Regions from separate parts of the Salmo salar genome. Here region 2 is linked to region 1. A link is a contact called in public Hi-C data. All regions are on one chromosome and are shown on one strand. The core of a region is the stretch at or near the end of the contact, and the rest is flanking DNA. Distances in the headings are between cores, read along the strand shown. Region 1 overlaps LOC106581710 (RNA-binding motif, single-stranded-interacting protein 1). Region 2 holds the start of LOC106581807 (TRAF family member-associated NF-kappa-B activator).

The links. A called contact is a pair of places that touch in the nucleus more often than the background predicts.
Region 2: a Hi-C map of muscle shows a contact between it and region 1, with 17 times the contacts expected there. The contact joins the promoter of LOC106581807 here to the enhancer-like site in region 1. A contact is called at or near these places in 3 of 3 Hi-C or Micro-C datasets (blood, gill and muscle).

The regions. Positions count from the first base shown.
Region 1 is chrssa21:14,851,690-14,857,372 of Ssal_v3.1, reverse strand. LOC106581710 (RNA-binding motif, single-stranded-interacting protein 1) reads left to right here. Exons shown (of 14, transcript XM_045704464.1): 6 at 165-244; 7 at 841-956; 8 at 1,246-1,295; 9 at 1,377-1,464; 10 at 2,238-2,288; 11 at 3,571-3,636; 12 at 3,937-4,014; 13 at 4,204-4,282. The coding sequence ends at 4,275. Among protein-coding and RNA genes, the nearest start is that of LOC106581808, 25 kb to the right of the region's middle. Within about 2 kb of position 3,537, at least 1 of the 13 cell types and tissues checked has an H3K27ac peak or open chromatin away from gene starts, as enhancers often do. A contact at or near this core is called in muscle, where this site is marked.
Region 2 is chrssa21:14,925,479-14,931,161 of Ssal_v3.1, reverse strand. It overlaps LOC106581807 (TRAF family member-associated NF-kappa-B activator), which reads right to left and starts at 2,349. Exons shown (of 9, transcript XM_014164141.2): 1 at 2,170-2,349; 2 at 793-934; 3 at 339-450; 4 at 1-69. The coding sequence starts at 891.

The DNA.
Region 1 (5,683 bases), core at 2,288-4,787:
CCCAGATAAAAGTCCACTATATTGATCTTTAAAATAAACTACATTTTATGGAAAGGCTGCATTTGTATTCACTCTTAAACATAAAGCACTCTAGGATGCCACCGTGTGATTCTGCAGTATATATCATGGAATTGATTTAACTTCATTTAACCTGCATATTTCAGGATGGAGTCGACGGATAAATGTGATGCGGTTATCTCTCACTTCAACGGGAAGTTTATTAAGACACCACCTGGAGTTCCTGGTAAGAGACCGATTTCTACAAATCAGTTATTTTCGCTCTTTGAGCAGCAGCACTGCTCTCAAGGGTTAGCACTTTTATTAAATAGCTTCAAATTACAGTAAATGATGGATTGCCTGTTGGTTCATTGGGATGAGAACCAATACATTGAGTGGTCAGGCAGCGAGGGGTCAAGCAACTGATAATACTGGGTATGTGTGTGGCGATGGCCCCATAGACCCAACATTATAAGGCCCCCATAGACCCAGCACTAAGAGGCAGAGTGCAGAGCTGCCTTGTGTGGCCAGAGAGCTGCCTGCCTTCTTTCCCACTCTAAGCTATTTAATTGGATTATTTGACTCAAATAGTGTCCTCTGGCCCTGCTGCCTTTAGGAGAGGACAGGGATTACAGGGCCACAGCTGCCAAATGTGATGTCTGTGTTTCCCAGCCGGGCGTCTTAAAGCCCACTCCCAAGCTCAGCAAGAGCTGGCCGCCTGATTGACAGTACAGTAAGCAATGCAGACAGCACCGTGCAAACTATGGTAGCGTTTGTGAAGCCCCCCTCTCTATCTCTCCCTTTGTTCCCTTTCTCTCTCTCTCTTTCTCACTCGCTCTCCAGCGCCACCGGAGCCCTTGCTGTGCAAGTTTGCTGACGGCGGGCAGAAAAAGAGGCAAAGCCAGAATAAATTTGTGCAAAACAGCCGCGCGTGGGCTAGAGACGGCGACGCTAGACTGGTGAGTGCTGCTGCCCTTTCGTTTCAGCGTGCATTTTGGATGGAGTGTGATTACTGTACGTGGAGGAGCACATCTATCGCGGGCATTCTGGCTCCAGTTTTAATGAACATGCGTCAAGGTTAAATCTTATACCAAAAAACGGACAGATTTATGAAGTGTAAATACGTGTAGTTAGTCCACAGGTGTCAAGGGGAGATGTGTTTGTGTGTGTAGGTTGCCTCAGGGTATGGTTTATTCTCATTAGGTTAGCTCGTCTCATTTTAGCTCCTGTTATTTTGTATGTCCCCAGGCTGGAATGACCCTCACATACGACCCCACCACAGCTGCTATGCAAAATGGGTAAGAGGAGCCACTGCAACAAATCCATAGTGTTCCTATTATCTTGTAGGACTTTATAAACAGTTGAATTTCCTTCTACAGATTTTATGTGTCGCCGTACAGCATCGGAAACAGGATGATCGCTCAAACGTCCATGTCTCCATATATCTCACCTCTCTCCACGTACCAGGTTGGCATCTACCTCATTCAATTTCAATGGATAGATGGGTTTGCATGACTTTGAATAGCGTTACTATTATCTACACCCATAATACCCATTTTCTGTAACTGACCAGGTATTTATGAACCTTTTATGACACTTATATTGGAGTGTTCTCCTTGGAGGATTGTGGTTCAGGATGTGAGAGGTCACTATGGCCTTTCTCAGAGCTATGTTTTTGTGTGTGTGTGTGTGTGTGTGTGTGTGTGTGTGTGTGTGTGTGTGTGTGTGTGTGTGTGTGTGTGTGTGTGTGTGTGTGTGTGTGTGTGTGTGTGTGTGTGTGTGTGTGTGTGTGTGTATATAAAGCCAGTGCAAGAGAGTCAGTGCAAATAGTCCGGGTAGCCATTTGATTAACTGTTCAGCAGTCTTATGGCTTGGGGGTAGAAGCTGTTCAGGAGCCTTTTGGTCCCAGACTTGGCGCTCCGGCACTGCTTGCCGTGCAGTAGCAGAGAGAAAGGTCTATGGCTTGGGTGGCTGGGGTCTTTAGACAATTTTCCCGGGCCTTTCTCTGACACTGCCTAGTATAGAGGTACTACGTCCCAAATGGCACCCTGTGCTCTATATAGTGCACTATTTTTCACCGGGGCTCTAGTCAAACTTAGTGCGCCACATAGGGAATAGGGTGCCATTTGCAGTCATGTAGTGCTGAGCCAAACACAGAGGCGTGTGAGCTCCTGAAATAGCTCCTCCCCAGTGCCTGCCCTGTGCTAGTATATTTACAGAGTGTATGTGTGATGTTCCAGGTACAGAATCCCTCCTGGGTTACTCACCAGCCCTACATCATGCAGCACCCAGTAAGACCAAATATACTACCTTTCTCTCACCATCCTTTACTCTACTGCCTCTTTCTCACGTCATCTCCTGTCCTTTTCTTTCCTCCCTCACTTTGGAATGTCATGTTTCTCCTCTCCTTTTTTCCTTTCCATCTTATCTCTTCTGTTCTTTCTTACCTCTGGTCAGATGCATAAATCAGCTGTTCCCTTTGCTTTGTGTTGTTTCGAAAAAGAGGAGAAACAGGGATGTGGAAAGGGACATGGAGGGTGATGATGCCACACATACAGTACAGTGTGTGACTGGGCTCTCTGGGATTTACTGGCACTACGGTGTTGACAAAAATACTAGCACCAGGATGCCTGGCTCCCTTGGTGTTGCTCACCACACGACAAGTTGGAAACACTTCAAACATCTTGTGTTTGATGACTGATTCCATTTGTATTTCCTAACAGATGGTTGGGAGCTGAGTAAGTATTGCTCTGTAATAAAGTATTTCTCATTTTTACAAGGAAATAGCAGTTCCCAATGGATGTTTTTACAAATACTCCTCCCCATGTGCCTCTAGCCTTTTCAGTGTTAATCAGCCAGGATTGTCAGTGTCTGTGTTCCAGTTGGCACCCAATTCCTTATAAAGTGCCCTACTTTTGACCAGAGGAGTATGGGCCCTGGTCAAATGTAGTCCACTGTACATGGAATAGTAGGGTGAAATTTCAGATGCATCCAGTGACTTCTAAAGCCAGTGTGGCCAGCTACCTTGTAATGTGGATACAGGATATGAAGTCCGACACACTGAGCTCAGTTGAGCTCCCTCTTGGTCTGAAACCCGACACAGGGCAAGCCCTGGTGGAATGATAAATGATTCATGAAGGAAAAGGATTTCATCTAGGTATTATTGCAACCCTCTCCAGCCTCCACCTGTCTGCCCTGACTAGTGCCAAGAGACTGAACAGGGCAGATGGATCCCAAATGGCACCCTGTTCCCTTTATAGTGTACTACTTTTGACCAGGTTCCCTTCAGGCTCTCGTCAAAAGTAGTGCACTACATAGGAAATGGGGTGCCATTTAGGGCAAAGTCAGTCTGTCCTTCTTTCTCTCTTCCCCTTTCTCTTACTCCTGTTTCTGTCATTTAGATATTTTGGGTAGTAACCGTGGGTTTGTATTGCATTTACTTGTTATAAGTAGAAATAAATATAGGATCTATGGATGTCTGTATGCCTCTGCTACCCTCTGCTCTCATCCTCACACTCTCCGTCCCAGGGAGCGGTGATATCGCCCTCTATGGACCATACAATGTCACTACAGCCTACATCCATGATGAGCCCTCTCACTCAGCAGATGAGTCACCTCTCCATGGGCAGCACAGGAACGGTAAGAGGGGAATGGTCAAGGGGTCAAATAGGTTAACACTGGGTTCATGTATTACATAATTAGAGCAAGGGCCACACCGTATGTATCTCAGAGTAGGAGTGCTGATTTAGGATCAGTTTGGACTAATAGATCAGGAATAAGAATACATGGACCTGATCCTAGACCAGTGCTCCTATTCTCAGACACTTGATAGATACGGCCCCAGAAGTACATTTGATATTGGGATCTGTATTGTTTGTCGTCTTGAAGTCGAATTTTAGATGGATTTATACTTACACAGTTCTGTCCTTCTTTGTGCAGTATATGGCTGCAAACTCTATGCAAGGAGCCTATATTCCCCAGTATGCACACATGCAGACGGCAAATGTTCCAGTGGAGGTTTGTGATTAACTTACTATTCATAAAGTACCCGAGGTATAAGATTATAGCTATATGATTTTAGCTCTACGTACTACTTGGGTGTTTATAGACACTAGGTTAGAGAGGTCATTCACATGGATAACTATTGATGTATTTCTAGATGATAAACTGCTGCTGAGCTTTATCCAGTCTTCATTTTCCTTCCAGGACAACAGTCAGCAACAACAGATGGAGTCATCCGGTGATCATTCTCCTTACACCTACCAACAAACCAAGTAACACGGAGGTACAGTCAGTGTCTTATATTGTGAATGGGGTGCGATTCAAATGGCACCTTATTCGCTATATATAGTGCCCTAGTGCACATAGTCCTCTGGTCAGAATTCTATAGAAGTGGTGCAAATTGCAGTTCCACCCCAAAAATATAATTTTAAAAAAACAGTTAAGTCTTCAAACTTAGGACATTTATTTACATCATGATATGTTCTAATTCAATCCAAGGCAATAACAAACATATTTGTTAAATGAATGTAGTACAAAGTCATTGTTTATACCACTATTATATTAAGAGGTGGCTGTCCCAAACCCTGACTATAAAGCAATTTATGATTTTCTTATATTTTTTCACACTAATATTTTAATAGAACATATTGAGTTGTTCTATTGTTACATTGAAAGATGCCGATCTAATTAGTCATTTTGTTTATTTTTAAACATATATGTCCCACCTTTTAATGCCACTACCAAAACACACGCATTCCAATACTGTGGAATGAATGTGCCTTAAGCCACAGCCCTACAAATATCAACAAGTGATAGGATTGCAATTCATGGCCACATGATGAGTAGTCTGTCTGCAAAGATTATGGAGAAAATGTGTGAGCAAGTTGGTAACTCTGCATGTATTTTTAAGTGTCAGTACCGCATATCTAATATATCAAGTGTGGATTTGGTTTGCTGGGATGTACATCTGTCCAAATGAAAGATGGCTAACATATGGCTGGCTATGGGGATTCTTTAAAGTCCAAAATCAGCCAAACCAAAATGGTCACAACCGAAACAGTTGACACTATAGAGATATATATAGAGGTCTCATCTTTGTATCTGTGCCATTTATGTGACAGCACAGGCAGCGCCATTGAGGTTATATCCATGTATAGTTGCATGTGCCATGCTCTACCAACTGAGCTGAGGACTCCAATGTGGGTAGTGGACAAGTGCACACTTCAGGAAAAAGTATAGAGTGTTGAGAGGCATAGTCAGCAGGGGGCTCCAACTCTCCAAGAGCCCAAACATTGACATCTATTTGGCCAAGACATAGACTTCTCTAATTTGCTATACTGTACTGTACAGTGTTCCCCTAGGATTTTTTTCAGTAGCGGTGGCAAAGTTAGCGTAGGGATAGGGGGGACCCTCATATAGGAGTTTTAAAGTAACTACCCAGTGTTTCCAGATTTCTATCAAGTACGACCTATAAATAGTTTTCCTTACAGAAAAGTGTAATTACGTTTGTTAAAAAGCCTAGTGTTGTCACGATACCAGAATTTTGACTTTGATACCGATACCAGGTTCAGTATCACGATACTCGATACCATCACAATACAATACATATTTTGAGTTCAACGTCATGACATTTGGAATTTCTTACATCAACATTTTTCAGAGACATCCATGTATGTATTAATGA
Region 2 (5,683 bases), core at 1,100-3,599, 75 kb before region 1:
AGATATGGTTGGAAGGAGACAAGGTTTCTTCTTCCTGTTTTCTAGGAGCAGCCTCACCTTTGACCTCTCCTAAGAATCAAATAAGAGAGGAAATATAATGTAACCTAACTACTTAGTCAACACAGAAAATCTGATTTGCAATGTCCTGAAACAACAATAAGATGTATTACAGCACAATTTATCTCCCGGGGAATAGACAATGCAACGGTATGCCTGGATGTTCCCAATGTAGGCATCTCGTTTCTTTCACTGGAGATGAACTGTGAGGTATGGAATATGTCAGAAAATGTCATCATGCAAACAATTCTATTAAGAAAACAACTATGCTTGTCACTTACCTGAGGGATGCTTAGTTGCTGATATCAACTGAGCTTTGAGTTTTGAAATCAACTGCTGTTGGTCTTCTATCTGTTTCTGAAGTTTCTGAGTGTGCTGTTCATAATTTACATTCTGCAAATGTAAAACTTCCGTTACATATGAATCGTGAACGGCATCACTTACTAGTATCTAAACTTTTGTATCCTTTATAGTTCGTTACTATGTAATGATCATGTATTTCATTATATCGAAGCACTGTATGGAAAGCTATACCACATCTCACTGGACGGAGTTCAAGTCTCATAAGTGAATTAGAAGAGTTGGGGCCGGATTCCCAGACCCAGATTAAGTCTAGTCCTGGAATAAAATGTACATTCAGTGGAGACTATCCATTAAAATACATTTATAGTCCAGGGCTAGGCTTTCCGGGAAACTGACCGTTTGTTTTTTATCACTGTGCATAAGGTATAATACCATCTGCTGTAGTTCCTTTTTGGCGTTGTCTCTCTCGATAGAGGCCTGGCGGTAAGCTTCATAGGCCTTGTTGAGCTGATCTCCAATATTCCTCTCCATGCTGTGTGCTCCACGATCATCACTGACACAGCAGTCATGGGGCCTGGCGCAAAATATCACACAACCAAAGTTTAGGGGCACAATACAGCATTAAAGCACATCATCACATCATTTGCTATAAGTAAACCCTATTAATCACCTAACTTGGACAAACACTTGAATAAAACTGAAAAACCCAAGTCATCCTCTCTCATCATGACAATGGGGCCAGTGCGTACTTCTCTTTTACACCTGTCCTTGCTAATTTTAGAAATTCAAAAAATCAACATTTCTGGTTGATTATACAAGTGTCCTAAGTAAAAACAGCTTGTTAATGAAAACAAACAAACATCCAAAATATGTACAGAAAAAAAAACAGGAATAAAAATATAAACTGAATAAATCTATTGACACTGATGCGATATTGAATAATAGTATTTTTTTTAAACAAGTACAGTGCTGTGTACCAATACATTAACTTACATTATTGAATGCCATGATTTGTTACTAGTCAATTAATCTTTGGTCATACATGAGAAATGCCTGCAATCACTGTAATAAACAAACGTGTGGAAAATATGAGATATTCACAATCATTTTGTGCACTGAGAAGATGTTAATAGATTTAATAAATTATAATGGCATATATTTTGGGTAAACACACCTCAATGTGGTTGCCCATTATTAATGGTAGCTAATGAACAATAACAAATAGCCTATCTCTTCTTTCAAAAAAGATGTATTATGCCATGATTAATACATTACTAATATGATAAAGTCAACAGCCAATTACCTAAAATGGGAAGCTATGACAGATCGAATACTTTTAAAAGCAGTTGGGGTTTTGTTTTTCTGGGTGTCCTGAATATATTTTTTTCAGACTTCTGATAGTGAACTGAGCATGGTACAACTCTGATATGATTGGTTACTTCGTTTGAATACACAGCTAATCCAATTCTCCATCCAGTCGTGTATTTGATTAAACACCCGTTTATGACAGTACAATAGTAGTCACTGTATGTCACTGATTGCATACCAAAGTGCATGATACTATGAAGACACATACGAGCCTGAAGCAACCTAATAGTTATACATTGTAGCAACATTGTAGCACGAACTGGCTACATCATATAACGTCGACCTTCATTGGCGAGTGTACAAAATCGGTCCGGCACAGTTCCGTTTTTTTGTATCGAGCAGTGTCAATAGTTGAATAGTTGAGTAAGTTTGATACCTAACCAGACACTAGTTGAGCTCGCCTCGACTTTCGTATCTGACTGTATAATTGCAGTATCTTACCTTCATTCGAATATGTCCAAATTATTGTTTTGATACTGCGACAACTTCTTATTCTTCAGGTGGCCTACATTTACTACGTGCGAGAGTGGTGTATTTCGTACAAATGTTCATTGTACATGCATTATAACGCTTGGGGAACTTCCCTCGGGGAATCCCCGAGCCTAGTAGACTTCCGCCTTGCTGGACTGACCAATCATCTTTGAGGTAGTGAGTTCTTGCTTAGCAAGTTGAGGGTTCTTCTTGGTGCCTACGCGTCTGCAACGTTGTGCATGTAAAAAGTAATCAGATAAAACATAGTTAAGTGTCAGAAATATTTGTGTTGATTTTATTGTCTCTGATGAGTGTTTTCTCACACTGTTGAACTTAGCTAAATTCCGCAGAAACCAACATTTCAGCCTAATTAGTGTAAAAGGTGTTTTGCTTAAATTGTGACAACTTGGTCTCTGATAGATAACGTGTATAGTAAAATATTCAAAAAGACATGTTGCTCTTTGCAAAAAAGAAGTATCACTAGCTGAGATATTCATATGACCATATCACTAAGCACTATTGATTTAGTAAACTTTATAGTGTTATTTTTTATGATTCAGACAGAAAGGTGGGGGCATGTCACTGTGTACTGCAACCTACAGCAAGTAATCTGCTTTCATTGCATAAACATAGTACACAAATATATCAACATCCAGCTGTAGGCCAAGTTGGAAGATATACTCTTTTTTTCCCACAATATGCAATTACACATTTATTAACATGTATTAATGCAATCATAACTCATGAGTATTTTGCTGTTTCACACATTCATTGAAAAAGTTCATTTGTGCAGAAGTGCAAAAGGAAAATGGGACAGTGCCAAGTCCAATAGTGACCAACAGAGGGCAGCTAGTTGCCTTCAAATACATTCTGTATTGAAGAATAATATATCTTACCATGGTCATCATTATTAAGGGGTTTCCTTAAGGCACTGTCAAAACAGTAAAACAAAAATCCCTCTGTGAGACAGTCAAATGGCCAAGAGAGATCGCAGGAAGGTGCTGAACAACAGTCTTTCAGGTGAAGTCGTGTTTTATTTACAGCAATGTGTAGTGGTAGGCAGTCGACTTTAATCAATATTAATGGATCCAGAAAAATAATAAAAGCTCAAATATAAAACTGTCTAACAAACACTATTCACAGTTATAACTACAGCTATTTACTATAGGCTAATGACTCTCATTACAACCATCTCGTAGGCTAGTGACGGACAGGCAGGTATCCTAACGATCAGCAGTCTACCCCATTCCTCCAGGCCCGAAATTCTAAAACAGACTGGCATAAATACCAGTTGGCAACCAACCTTTCTTCCGTGATTGGGTCATTCCAACTCCCTTCCCTGGCTCCAAAATTGGCGTCTCCAAACTGGGTATAAATGGACACCCTCGTTCATCTTTTACTGTTATGTTATTACCGTATGTTGCCTCAGGATCTCACTGTTTGACTTCAGTGTTGAAGTTTGCCCAGGAAGGGGATAAACATCAAGTTAAGTTTAGGCATTAAATCTGAATGGTTAAGGTAAGGGTTAAGGTTAAGCTTTGGGATAGAGTTTAAAAAAAAAAGAAGTAAAACAGGTGCCTACCACTGGGATTGAACACATGGCCCTTGGAGGCAGAGCTCGCGGTTTACTTGATGGTAATAGCGCTTAGCGTTGACCATAGTGGGTTGTTTTGAAGGCATCTCCCAACATCCTGGGACCTGGATGAATGTCAAATATCGCATTGGATCTCGAGTGACCTGGCTGGTATTTTGATCATGCATTTGAATTATGCATTTGACATTTGTCCTTATAGCTCAATTCTCATAGGATCTTAAAGATGCACTCACAAACTTTCGTACAGTATAATTTCAGCCAGTAGTTTTGAAAGTGGTGCTCACGAGCCAAAACGGGTCCCCGATCTTTGTGTACTATGTCATCCAATTGTGTACTACGTCATGCATTTCATGTGATATATTACGAATTTTGCAATTTGAAGGATATCAAACTAATTTTGCAATTCGTGTGATATGTTATAAATCCAATTCATGCAATATGTTACACATTTGTTGTGCTTAAGATCCCGTACTGCATCTTTATGGTCACAATTCTAAGAAGATGGGGTCATCTCTATATGATAACACATTATTCAAAACATTTCAGAGTCACTCCTTCTCAAATCAAGAGGAGGCCTACACATATGCCTGTTGGCAGGGGAAGAAGAGAAACCTAATAAATTCAGCTAAGGCACTTTGACAAAGATACCAAAAAATATATTAAAGTGTGAACTTCCACAGGGTTGAATGGCTTGTGTCCCTCTGAGTATAAACAGTGTGTGTGGGGAACATTTTGTCTCAGAGACTCATACTAAAGGAAGGAATGTGCTATGCAAAAAATATATATAATAACTTTTCTTGAAAATAATTTAGTGCAGGAGCATAATGCACATTGTCAATAGAGGTCAGTTACAACAGTGCTTGCTCTACATGCTTCAACCTTAGCCACATGGATGTTTGGAGATATCTCTTTGAATACTTGGCATTCTTGTCAGCCTTGTCTGAGTGAGCCTCTCACACCTCTGTTTGCTGCCATAGCATTAATGGCCAGAGGGGGAAGATGCTGTGGCTCTGATTGACACATTCATTTCACCCCTGTGAAAAGAGGGGTGGGGCCTACTCATTTTGTTTGCACTCTAACAATTAAAGCATGTGTTTGGCTTTACAATAGGGGACTTGTACAATGAGTGGAAACACAACCTACACTCTAAAAATTAGGGGCTCCAATCAAATCAAAATGTTCAAATCAAATCAAATGTTATTTGTCACACAGAGAATAAACAGGACCTTACAGTGAAATGCTTACTTACAAGCCCTTAACCAACAATTGTGGTAATATCTACATGTAGGTAGAGGTAAAGTGACTATGCATGGATAATACACAGAGAGTAGCAGCAGCGTAAAAATGGGGGGTGGGGTGGGGACAATGCAAGAGTCCGGGTAGCCATTTGATTAACTGTTCAAGGGTCTTATGGCTTGGGGGTAGAATTTGTTAATAGGGATAGCCCCCTTTTTTTCAATTTTCGCCTAAATGACATACCCAAATCTAACTGCCTGTAGCTCAGGCCCTGAAGCAAACATTTGCATATTCTTGGTACCACTTGAAAGGAAACACTTTGAAGTTTGTGGAAATGTGAATTGAATGTAGGAGAATATAACACAATAGATCTGGTAGAAGAAAATACAAAGAAAAAAAAAACAACCAGTGTTTTTTTTACCACCATCTTTGAAATGCAAGATAAAGATCACTGTTATAGCGATCACTCTGGTTGTAATTTGAATAATGTCCACAAGGTGACAGCAGTGTATGTGCAAAGTTTAAGATGGACAACTTGAAGTATGACTGAACCTCATGACTTTTAGTGTGAAGTCCCCAGGCACATTTGGCCAAATCGGGAAGGAGACATTCGCATTCATATTCCATTTTTCTGCAAGAATATCGTCAAATCTG